Regions from separate parts of the Mus musculus genome. Here region 2 is linked to region 1. Evidence: chromatin contacts called from public ChIA-PET data. All regions are on one chromosome and are shown on one strand. Each heading gives the region's core, a stretch centred on a gene start, on an enhancer-like site or on the middle of the called end of the contact. The rest is flanking DNA. Distances are from core to core; before and after follow the strand shown.

The links. ChIA-PET counts read pairs in DNA pulled down with a chosen protein or histone mark.
Region 2: an RNA polymerase II ChIA-PET map of memory CD8 T cells shows a contact between it and region 1, with 19 read pairs. The contact joins two enhancer-like sites. A contact is called at or near these places in 1 of 484 Hi-C or Micro-C datasets (cerebral cortex) and 4 of 115 datasets of contacts at active chromatin or transcription factors (CD8 T cells, bone marrow-derived macrophages, effector CD8 T cells and 1 more).

Annotation. Positions count from the first base shown.
Region 1 is chr7:58,472,827-58,478,467 of GRCm38.p6, forward strand. No RefSeq gene overlaps it. Among named protein-coding and RNA genes, the nearest start is that of n-TEttc7, 76 kb to the left of the region's middle. Within about 2 kb of position 2,580, at least 24 of the 459 cell types and tissues checked have an H3K27ac peak or open chromatin away from gene starts, as enhancers often do. A contact at or near this core is called in CD8 T cells, effector CD8 T cells and memory CD8 T cells, where this site is marked.
Region 2 is chr7:58,709,553-58,714,812 of GRCm38.p6, forward strand. All of the region lies in intron 1 of Atp10a (ATPase, class V, type 10A), which reads left to right. Gm39019 (a long non-coding RNA gene) reads right to left here. Exons shown (of 5, transcript XR_003946773.1): 3 at 1,834-1,914; 4 at 1-124. Among named protein-coding and RNA genes, the nearest start is that of Gm39019, 19 kb to the right of the region's middle. Within about 2 kb of position 2,444, at least 77 of the 459 cell types and tissues checked have an H3K27ac peak or open chromatin away from gene starts, as enhancers often do. A contact at or near this core is called in CD8 T cells, effector CD8 T cells and memory CD8 T cells, where this site is marked.

The DNA.
Region 1 (5,641 bases), core at 1,330-3,829:
CACCATAATGGACTGAATAACTGCAGAATTCTTAGCCTTTCCTTTGTGTCCAGAATGAACCATTGTTGGACTGGCTAGAACACAGTCTGTAAACATTCTAATCAATTTCCGCAGAAGGGGTTTGGGAAGTAAGTGTGTATGTGTGACTGTGTGTGTGTGTGTGTGTGTGTGTGTGTGTGTATTCTATTACTTCTGGTTCTCTAAAGATCCCGAACTAATACACTAAACTGCAGTTTTAAAAAATTGAAACTGCATAAATTCATGAATTTAAGTTCTTTATATCATAGATGTTTGTTTTTCCCAAGTTAATCTGTAATATTCATTACAATTCCTATTGAAATTACATTAATTTTCCTCTTTTAATGTATATTTTGAGAAGCTGACTATAGAAATTCACAGAAATGATTGCAAAAGCTATAGATATCTTTGGCATTCCCAAAGTCATAGAACCTAGAAAACGACAAAGCTATAGTTACAGCAGAGTAGCACTGCACAGGGCCAGACATGTGATAAATGGAAAGAACATGTTGCCTAGAAACAGACACATATTCAGAGCTCGATTTCCTGCAGACTTGTCTGTCAGTGAAAATAAATGTGATATAAATAGTGCCTTTGATAAAAAATTAATTGAACCCTGTTTCACAGCATGCATGCACACACACAAGAAAATTAAAGGTCGTGGGTAGGTGGATTAAAGACCAAGTAAATCTAAACATAAGTGTATGAACAAGAAAAAAATCATTTTTTAATGCTAGATGTCACATAGAAGACAGGGATTGATGTGTTGCCCAGTACTCAATATTGAGAAAGAAGAGAGGAAAGGGGAGGAGAGAAAGGGCGAAGGAAGGAGAATTAGGAGGAAAAGAATAGGGAGAGCAAGAGAGGGGAAGGGATAAGAGATAGAGTGATATGGGGAGTCAGAGGAGAAGGGAGGACAAGAGAAGACAGCAGTTCTTTATTTGAAAGAAAGAAGATGCCAGAGCAGACCAAACATCCACCCCAAAAGTTGAACATATGAATATATTATAATAATTAATTAAAGGACTGTCACCCAAGAGGGGTAAACAAATTAATTATTCTGTTTGACAGCATAAGGGCAAAACTCAGGAATTAGCTGAGTAAAAAAAAAAAAAAAAATGAAGATATTATTGAGTTTATATTGGTTGGACATGCCAAGCTAGGCAATCTGGGTGGTGAATCATCAATTGAAGGTATAATTATATGCATGATAATCATAACAAAGCAAGGATTTGGTCTGGACAGGAAGCTCAGCAGTTAACAGCACTTGTTGCCTTTGCAGAGGAACAGGGTTTGGTTCTATCATAGTCAATGGTCGATTGCTGTGAAGAGACGCCATAAGCAAAACATTATAATGGGAAACATTTATTAGGGATTGCTTACATTTTTGGAGGATTATTCCATTATCTCCCTGGTAGGAAGCATGATGGCACACAGGCAGACATGGTGTGGAGAAGGAGCAGAGAGAATCTGGATCCACAGGCAACAGAAAGAGACAGTGACCCACTTAGGTTCTAAAGAACCTCAAAGCCCACCCCAAGTAACACACTTTCTCCCACAAGGCCATACCTTCTAATCTTTTCAACAGTCCCACCCCCATGACTAAGCATTCAAACCTGTGAGTCTATGGGGTCATTCTCATTTAAATCCCAAGGGGTTCCCAGCATCAGACATGGATGCCCACAGCTGTAAGTGTAACTCCAATTACAGGGTATCAGATACTCTTACATGTTTTTAAAAAAAAATAAAGAAAAGCAATGATGGAACAGAGAGAGGGTGAGTAATGGACAATAGCTTTCCACATTCAATAGCACACAGGATACTTGCAGTCAGCCACAGTCAAAGGAATGTTTCAGAACAGCTCATTGGAAGCACTTCAGTGTTACCACGTGGGGAAGTGGCAGGTATTCGAGGTGACAGAAATGCCAGTTATGGTGACCTGACTGTTCCACGATACACTTGTGTACACCACCACCACAGTGCATGTGTGATTACTGTATATCAAGTAAAAATCAAAATGAAAGTCAAAAGTAAAGAAACATACTAAAGCCTGCCGTATTCCCTATTATACTAGGGGGAGTAACCAGGATGAGGGGAGATTTTATGTTTTATATATTTTTATCTTAAATGAACTTGTGCACATATTTCAATATATATCAAGGATTTGCCCAAAACATCGATAAAATCTTCACCTCCCAAAACTGGTTTAGAAATGTCTCCTCGTAAATAAACAGGGAACCAAATAAACCATTGGAGGCTGACAAAATTTTTCACTGTTTAGAGGGAAATACTCATAATTTTTACAAAGAGATTCTGTAGAAAAAGCTATGTTCAGTTGGTGGTTGTAAACCAGAAGTATGACTCCAGCCCTGATGAGTTGCAACAAATGAGATAAGTGTGAAGACAAAGGGCCCAGCTGGCCGTAATCTCTGAGCAAGTATCTGAGGTTCTACTTGGAAAGTGAAATCAAAGTGGAGTTAATAGAACTTTTTCTATTGTTAGGCAATAGGCAACCCTAGACAGGATGTGATTTGACAGTTATACGGTTTGGGAGATGACTGTACAGCTAATTCTCTCTGAGAAACCCTTGTTCAGTTCACTAACAATAACACAGCAGAGACCTGAGGTGACATTAAGGAAATAAAAGTCAATGACTTCCTCCAAGCTAGAAAGACTGTGTTCCTCACAGAGTGTCCTGGTAGCAAGTGAGTCACACTGAAGAGTGTGAGCACACGGAGCCAGCGATGTTCACTTAACGTATTCTGGAGTTGAAAATGTGCCTAGTTGGTTATTCAGAAATTCCCTTGGGAGGAAAGTCATCAGGAGACCACACTCAGGTAAAACATTGCCTTTCTGTGTGCTAAGGAACAAAGAATGGATTGCAAGAATGCTCCAAACAAGATTATGAATGACAACAACATGCTCAGGATTCAAGAAAGATGTTGTCTTCATTAGGATTTCTATTGCTATGAAGAGGCACCATGACCACAAAAATTCTTATGATGAAAAACATTTCATTGGGGCTGGCTTTCAGTCTAAAGGTTATGTCCACCATTGTCATGGCAGGAAGCATGGTGGCATGCAGGCAGACATGGTGCTGGCCAGTTAACTGAGAATTCTACACCTGGATCCACAGGCAGCAGGAAAAGTCTGAACTTTTGAAACCTCAAAGCTTATGCCCAGTGACACACTTCTTCCATCAATGTCACAACGTACTGCAACAAGGCCAATTGTCCCAATCCTTTCAAGTAATGCCATTTACTATGAGCCAGTCGGGACCATTTTCATTCAAACAAGCACAGGTGTGTCTATTCCTAAGGGAGGCAAAGTTCTGTATGAACTCACCCTGGAAAGTTTTTGTTTTATTATGTTGCTAATATTTCAAGTTATCATTTAATAAATGTTAATTTTATCATTCTTAACCTCCTTATGCATTTATAACCTACAGGAAATTTTTTTAAAATTCTCTCACAAATTTTGTTTTGTTTTTTCAAGACAATGTAGACCAAGCTGTCCTTGAACTCATGGGTGATCCTCTTGCCTTTGTTTTCTGAATGCTGAGATTTCTGGTATGGATTAGCACCCCAAATCTAATCATACACACACACACACACACACACACACACACACACTCACACACACACACATCGCCGCTGCCATCATCGTTGTCTTCATGTCATCGTCGTCATCATCATCATTACTCTAAAATTAATCTCCATGCTTCTTACAATCCCTGTGCATCCTCTTGGCTTGCAGGAATTTAGTTATGGTTCTAAGCTACAGTCAAGTGAAATGTGCTCAGCTGTGTTCAGAGTAGCATGGCTTCTGCATTTTTGTGGGTTGGAGAACTGAACCACTGCCTCTAGAAGCCCTGTGTTAAAGGCTTGATCTCAAGACTTTGGGACTATTGGTAGGTAGTAGGAGGTGGGGCTTATAGATGGAGTACATTAGGACACTTGGTCTAAGGGCATGCCCCTGAAGCTGCCTGTAGGACTATGGTCTTTCTTCTCACTTTGCTTTCTAGCTACCATGTAGTTAGTACTTTCCTGACCATATGACACCACAATGATGCACTGACTCCTCACAGCCCCAAAAGAAATAGAGTAAGAAATAGAGTCAAAATAAGCATTTTCACTTTTTTCTTTTTCTTTTATTAGGTTTTTTTCATTTATATTTCCAATGCTATCCCAAAAGTCCGGCATATCCTCCCCCCACCCACTCCCCTACCCACACACTCCCACTTCTTGGCCCTGGCATTCCCTTGTACTGAGGCATATAAAGTTTGCATGACCAATGGGCCTCTCTTTCCACTGACTAGGCCATCTTCTGATACATACACAGCTAGAGACACGAGCTCCGGGGGGTAATGGTTAGTTCATATTGTTGTTCCACCTATAGGGTTGCAGATACCCCCAGCTCCTTGGTTACTTTCTCTAGCTCCTATATTGGGGGCCCTGTGATCCATCCAATAGCTGACTGTAAGCATCCACTTCTGTGTTTGCTAGGCCCCAGCATAGTCTCACAAGAGACAGCTATATCAGGGTCCTTTCAGCAAACTCTTGCTAGTGTATGCAATGGTGTCAGCGTTTGGAGGCTGATTATGGGATGGATCCCCCTATATGAGAGTCTCTAGATGGCCCATCCTTTTGTCTCAGCTCCAAACTTTGTCTCTGTCACTCCTTCCATGGTTGTTTTGTTCCCAATTCTAAGAAGGGGCAAATTGTCCACACTTTGGTCTTCATTCTTCTTGAGTTTCATGTGTTTTGCAAATTGTCTCTTATATCTTGGGTATTCTAAGTTTCTGGGCTAATATCCACTTATCAGTGAGGAACACTCCTCCATTGTTGGTGGGATTGCAAGCTTGTACAACCACTCTGGAAATCAGTCTGGTGGTTCCTCAGAACATTGGACATAGTACTACCGGAGCATCCCACAATACCTCTCCTGGGCATATATCCAGAAGATGTTCCAACTGGTAAGAAGGACACATGCTCCACTATGTTCATAGCAGCCTTATTTATAATAGCCAGAAGCTGGAAAGAACCCAGATGCCCCTCAACAGAGGAATGGATACAGAAAATGTGGTACGTTTATACAATAGAGTACTACTCAGCTATTAAAAAGGATGAATTTATGAAATTCCTAGGCAAATGGATGGACCTGGAGGGCATCATCCTGAGTGAGGTAGCCTTTTCACTTTTTAAGCTGATCATCTCAGGAATGTATTACAGTAACAAGAGGCTAACATTTGCTTCCTCATCTGATGAAGAGGGCTGTGAAAATAAGTACATGTAAACACAGAAACATAGATCAAAGTACATTTTCTTTATGCACAAACTCCAGGCTATCCCATGACAGCAGAATGAATTCAACTTAGAAGTGTAGAGGTCAGAAGTTCTTACATGCAGTGAGGTTTTTCATGCATACCGCATCTTTTCTTTGGACAGAATTGCCCCATCCTTGAGACATGTGGAGATGGAGCAGCCAAGTTATTTAGGCCATGAAGATGAAAGATTTTTCTACCAGTATCCAGGAATACATCCTTTAATTAAGGATAAGCATGGGACAAGAACAGGAAACCCCTTGGGCACGGATGTGTCTGGAAAGAAAGTGAGAATGGCCA
Region 2 (5,260 bases), core at 1,194-3,693, 240 kb after region 1:
GGATCCATGACTCATGGTGTTGATCAGCAGCCATTTTCAGAGAAACTAGGTAGATGGCACCATCTCCAGTCTGGTACCCTCTGTTCCCTGGCACCCTTGCAGATTCTTGCAGACTGGTTTAATCCTGCTGAAAAGGACTAACTTTAATTGTCCATCTTGCCAGTTTGCCCTTAATAAGTTATGTCCATTTTTTAAATAAGTTTAGAAATGTCTTTATCTTTCTCTCATTTTGAACATACATTTTTAATGTAGAAAGTTATAGGATTCATCTTTCTTTTTTTTTTTTCATTAAGTTTTTTTTTTTTTTTTCAGTCTCCTTTTGCTTCATTGTTTGTTAGGAGGTTTGGTAATTGTCTTTCTCTCTCCCTCCTTGAACATCATTACTTATTTGTATGTTTACAATCTAGTTGTGGAATTTTCAGCAGTTTTGTGAGCCTGGGTCTAGCACCCCTCCCCTCCCCTACCCCTTCCCCACTTTGGAATTCATGGAACATTTTTAATTTGTGGCTGTAGTTTTTCATCATATTTGGAAATTTTTGAAAATTATTTCTTTAGCCCCAGCCTGGTTTCTGTTTACAACTGCATCAGCTTACTGTTCTTGCTCTTTTTGATTTTCATGTCACTCACGTTGCTTCCTCAGTTTCAGGATCTCTCTCTCTCTCTCTCTCTCTCCCCCCTCTGTTCTTATAATCGGTTAATCTGATTTATCTTTATAGATTTTTAAATCTACACAGTTAGTTCACATCCTTAAAAGTATTTTTAAAAATGCATTCTATGCATGTCTGAACGTGCTTGAATTTTTCTTCTGACATTTCAGACATGTGGACACATCAGCTGCCCAACACCCCTGTCAGGTCATTTCTACCATCTGTGACATTTCTGTATCTTTCTCTCATAGATTCTTACCCTCTGTAGTGTGTACAATTTCCTGCCTCTTTTTTTTTTTTTTTTTTTTTTTTTTTTGCATGCCTGCCTAACACCTTTTGGTTAGAGGCTCCCATGGTGCACTGTGCCTTACTGAATTGTGGTCATTTATGCTCCAGTATAGACAGATTCCTGAGTGGTTTTTAGATGAGCCTGGGTACATTCAGGGTGGTATGGCTGTAGACTCCCAAGGGGTTTTAGAATCAGCTAGCATACTCTGTTTGTTTCTCTGGAGGCCTCCTTTGCACTTTGCCTAGGTGGGATCCAAGCAGCCCTTTCTCCTGGGCTTACTTTTCCCAACGACTGAGATAGTATCTACCAGTTCACCTGTTGGCCTCTGAAATGTCTGATTTATCTCTCCTGGCTGGTGAGAACTAGAACTGTTGTGGAGATGCTCAACTCAGCATCTCTGACTCCTGCTCCTCTCTTTCCTCATTAAGACTTGGCCAAAGCTCCGGTGGAACCCTCTGAAGACCCCAAGAGGGTACTTTCTAGGGCTTCACTCTGCAACTTCTTGCTCCCTTGCTCCCTCTATACCCTAAGCTCTATGGTTGCTGAGTTTGAGACCAGGGTACTGCCATGCTCCTTGTCTTATTCCAGAAGACTACAGGAAAGGAAATGGGCTGACATGAAAATGACATGCTTTTGGCCTTACAGTAGAATCATTATCTATGTTTCTATCATTTAACGTGTAAAACACAAGTTAAAAATGTGTCACTTGTTTGTTGTAGGTGGGTAGATCATGGGCTGTAATGGCGTCTTTGTCAGAAGTGAGGTGTGGTCATTGCTGCAAAATAATTTATATGGAGTTGGGGCTCTTGACCACTTTTTAGAGTACTTGCAACATGCATGAACCCCTAGCTTCAGTCCCCAGCATCGCATAAAACCAAGGACATTGGTAGCACATACCAGTAATACCAGCACTCTGAAGTGGAAGTGGGTGTGTGTCTGCCAAGGTCATCTTCTGCTAGGAAGGAGTTGGAGTAGATCCTGTCAAAAATAAGAGAATTATACTTTGTTTTTTTTTTCTTAAAAAATATCCAGTTCAGAGGTTAATAATGTATTTGACTGCCAAGAGAAAATAATACTATAAATAGTGTGTTCCCATGAGTTGAAAGAAAAATAAAGGCAACCTGCTCCCCTCCTCCCCCCACAAAATCCAAACCAAAAACGGAGCAAAATGAGTATTTTTTTCCTCTGTACTTGAATCAGGTTGATTGTAGATAAATTAAGACTTAGATACTATCAGCAAAACATTCTTAGAGACTTAGGAACAAATGTAAAGTGTTCTAGGGGAAGGCTTGTGGGTGTGCTCACGGCGCCCTGCCTATCTTCCTCCGCTTTGAATGAAAAGAGAAATGTATTTATTTTTATAGTAATATTTCCTTAGAGTGATTGTTCAGCAGTAGAACACAGCACTGCATATTACAAAGCAGAAACAAACAGCTTTGTCCCGTGTACAGAGCACGATATGAAACTACAGAGGCTCTCTGTGGCAGGCAAGAAGCTTCGGGCCGGTTCCTGTTTCCTGCTTTGTTGTTTTGAGTGTGATGGATACCGTGGTCTTTGCCAGCCAATACTCAGAAACTAAGAGAGCAGTGAAAAAAAAAAAAGACATTAACCTGAAAAATGATTGTGGTTTTAACTCCTACCTTTCAGCTAGGAGCCAAGCCCAGCCCACAGTTTCCAGTTTTAATCTTAGGAAACATTCACTCTGCCGTGTGTGTGTGTGTGTGTGTGTGTGTACATATAAAGTATTTTATTGAATATTTTATTATTTCATATGATGTATTTTGATCAGATTCATTCCAACTCTTCCCCATTTCTTCTTCCTAATCCATCCAATCTCTCTATGCTATCCCCTCAACTTGCGGTCCTCTTTAAATAAGTCCATATTGCATTTATTTAAATCTGTGTGTGTGTGTGTGTGTGTGTGTGTGTAAGACTATCCATTGAGATTGATAAATAAATAAAACTATCTATGGAATGGAATAAAACCATTAGATAACCATAGCTCCCCAGCCAGGGGTGGGAACTCACAGAACCTGTTTTTATTTCATGCTAAAATGTTGACTGGCTTGATCTTTTGCAGGTCTTATGCAGGCAACCACTGATGCTGTGAATTAATGAGTATAGTGGTCTTATCATATCCAGAAGACACTTTCGTTCTGGTCCTCCCCAGACCCCGGCTCTTAACACTCTTTCTGCTTCCTCTTGCATGATGGTCTTTAAGTCTTAGAGATGAAAGTGTGATTGAGATTCACCAACTTGGCCAAGCTCTCCCCTGGCACTCTTCACTTAGAACAGTCCTAAGTTTCTGGGTTAACCACTATTGACAGCATCAACAAACTTTGCTGATGAAGTCTGAGAGTGCACGAATCTGTAGCTGGAGGGATATGATTCAGGGAACAGTTTAATACTAGGTCCATTTACCTAAATAATAGTAATAGGATCATCCCTGGACCTATGAGCTCTAAAAGCATGTGGTATTGGTCAGATTTTCAGTACTTAGGTATGTGTTTCCTTCTTGTGGTGTGGGCTTTAAATTTAATAAGGAAGAAGATTTAACCCCCAAAATGTACATTCCACTCTTCTATTTATTTATTTATTTATTTATTTATTTATTTATTTATTTATTTGGTTTTTCGAGACAGGGTTTCTCTGTGTAGTCTTGGCTGTCCTGGAACTCACTCTGTAGACCAGACTGGCCTCGAACTCTGAAATCCGCCTGCCTCTGCCTCCCAAGTGCTGGGATTAAACGTGTGCGCCACCATGCCCGGCTGCCACTCTTATACCCATAGATATAGCTTGCCATGCTGGTCATTATTAGAGTTCACAGAGTTCACAACTAGGTATGACTGTGAATGGATTTTCTTCCTAATTATGATTAGATCCGTTTCAGAGGGAATAGGTGTTGAATTAGGCTATGAGAGCAAGCGTTGACTGAGTCTGTAGCATCTCATTTGAGTCTGTGTATCTAACAGGGCTATAGCACTCACCCTGCCTACAACTTCTGGTAGCATGTCTGTTTTCCTCTGGCACTAGGGCATTCTGTTCTGTCTTAGTACTTACATTAATGAGGTCCAGCCTGGCTTGACGGGTGGGGCCATGGAAGCCTTAGGAGGCCAGGTGGGTTAGGCTGGGCTGTTGTGGGCATTGTTGGGATGCTGGTTCAAGCATAGCAGGCACTGATGGTGTCTTCCAGTCATCTCACAAAAGCTTTTAAAATCTCCTTTCTTGTAAGTTTTCACATTACTTTCTACCTATCATCCTGCCACAAACACTAAAAATAGCAGAAGTCCTAGGCCAGCCAGGGCTAGGTAGTGAGATTGGCTCTAAATAAGGAAATAAGTAAAAACAGTAGCATATGCACCATCTCCAAGGGATGCTTATTTTCTGCTGGGTCAGAGGGAGCTACTGTGAAAAACCTGAGGAGTCACTGAAGTGTGGAGTCTCCATACTGGCGGGTCCTAGAGCTCTCTCAGCATGCCTCATGATGCTCCCTTATATCTTTCCTTGGTCTTTACCTCAGAGTTCTTTCTTAGTTCCATCATCTCCTTGTTTCCAGCTGTGTGTTTTGCTGTGAGGAATTCTTTATTCTTGGTGGCAAGTTCCAGTCTGTAAGAAAAGATTGCTTCTGTCTCAGAGGTTCCTGTATGTTTTACAGGCTATGATACCCTATAATGTCCCCATTCCACCTAGGAGAGTCTTCTGGATTTGGACAGGGTACATCCTTGAGCTTGTCTGCTTCTCAGTGAGTTATGGTTGGCATGAGCCTATTGTTGTAAAGATAACTTACAAGTATTTATGTGCTTTAATAAATACCATGACAGAAATTCTTGCCATGACTTCCTCTAGGCAGGATGGAAGACTGTGAGTTCTGCCTGATGATACAATTCCAGACCCTTTTAACAGGTCCAGGTTGGGGCTCAGTGTGTCAAGGTTCTTGTCAGTACACCTGATGACCAGAATGTGACCCTTGGGATACCGTGGAAGGGGAGAGTTTACTCCTGCAGTTTGTATTGACCTTTACATGCACATTGTGGCACATCCATGCCCCTCTCCCCATATAAATAAATAAAACGTATTAAAACCAGGTTTGAAAGCACAGCTTACTGGGCTTGTTAGTGTCAGAGGTCTGGGTACCACTCCTGCACTGCCTGCCATGAATAGTGATGCTGTAGGTAGCAGGGAGGATGCAGAGTGACTGCCATTTAGCACTCATGGAATTTACTGTGTTTTCCCACACTCTCCTCTCCCTCACTTCGATGCTTACCACTGGACTTTCATAGATTCAGAATGACGTCATCCCTTGTCTGTTCCTGTGGTTGGAACT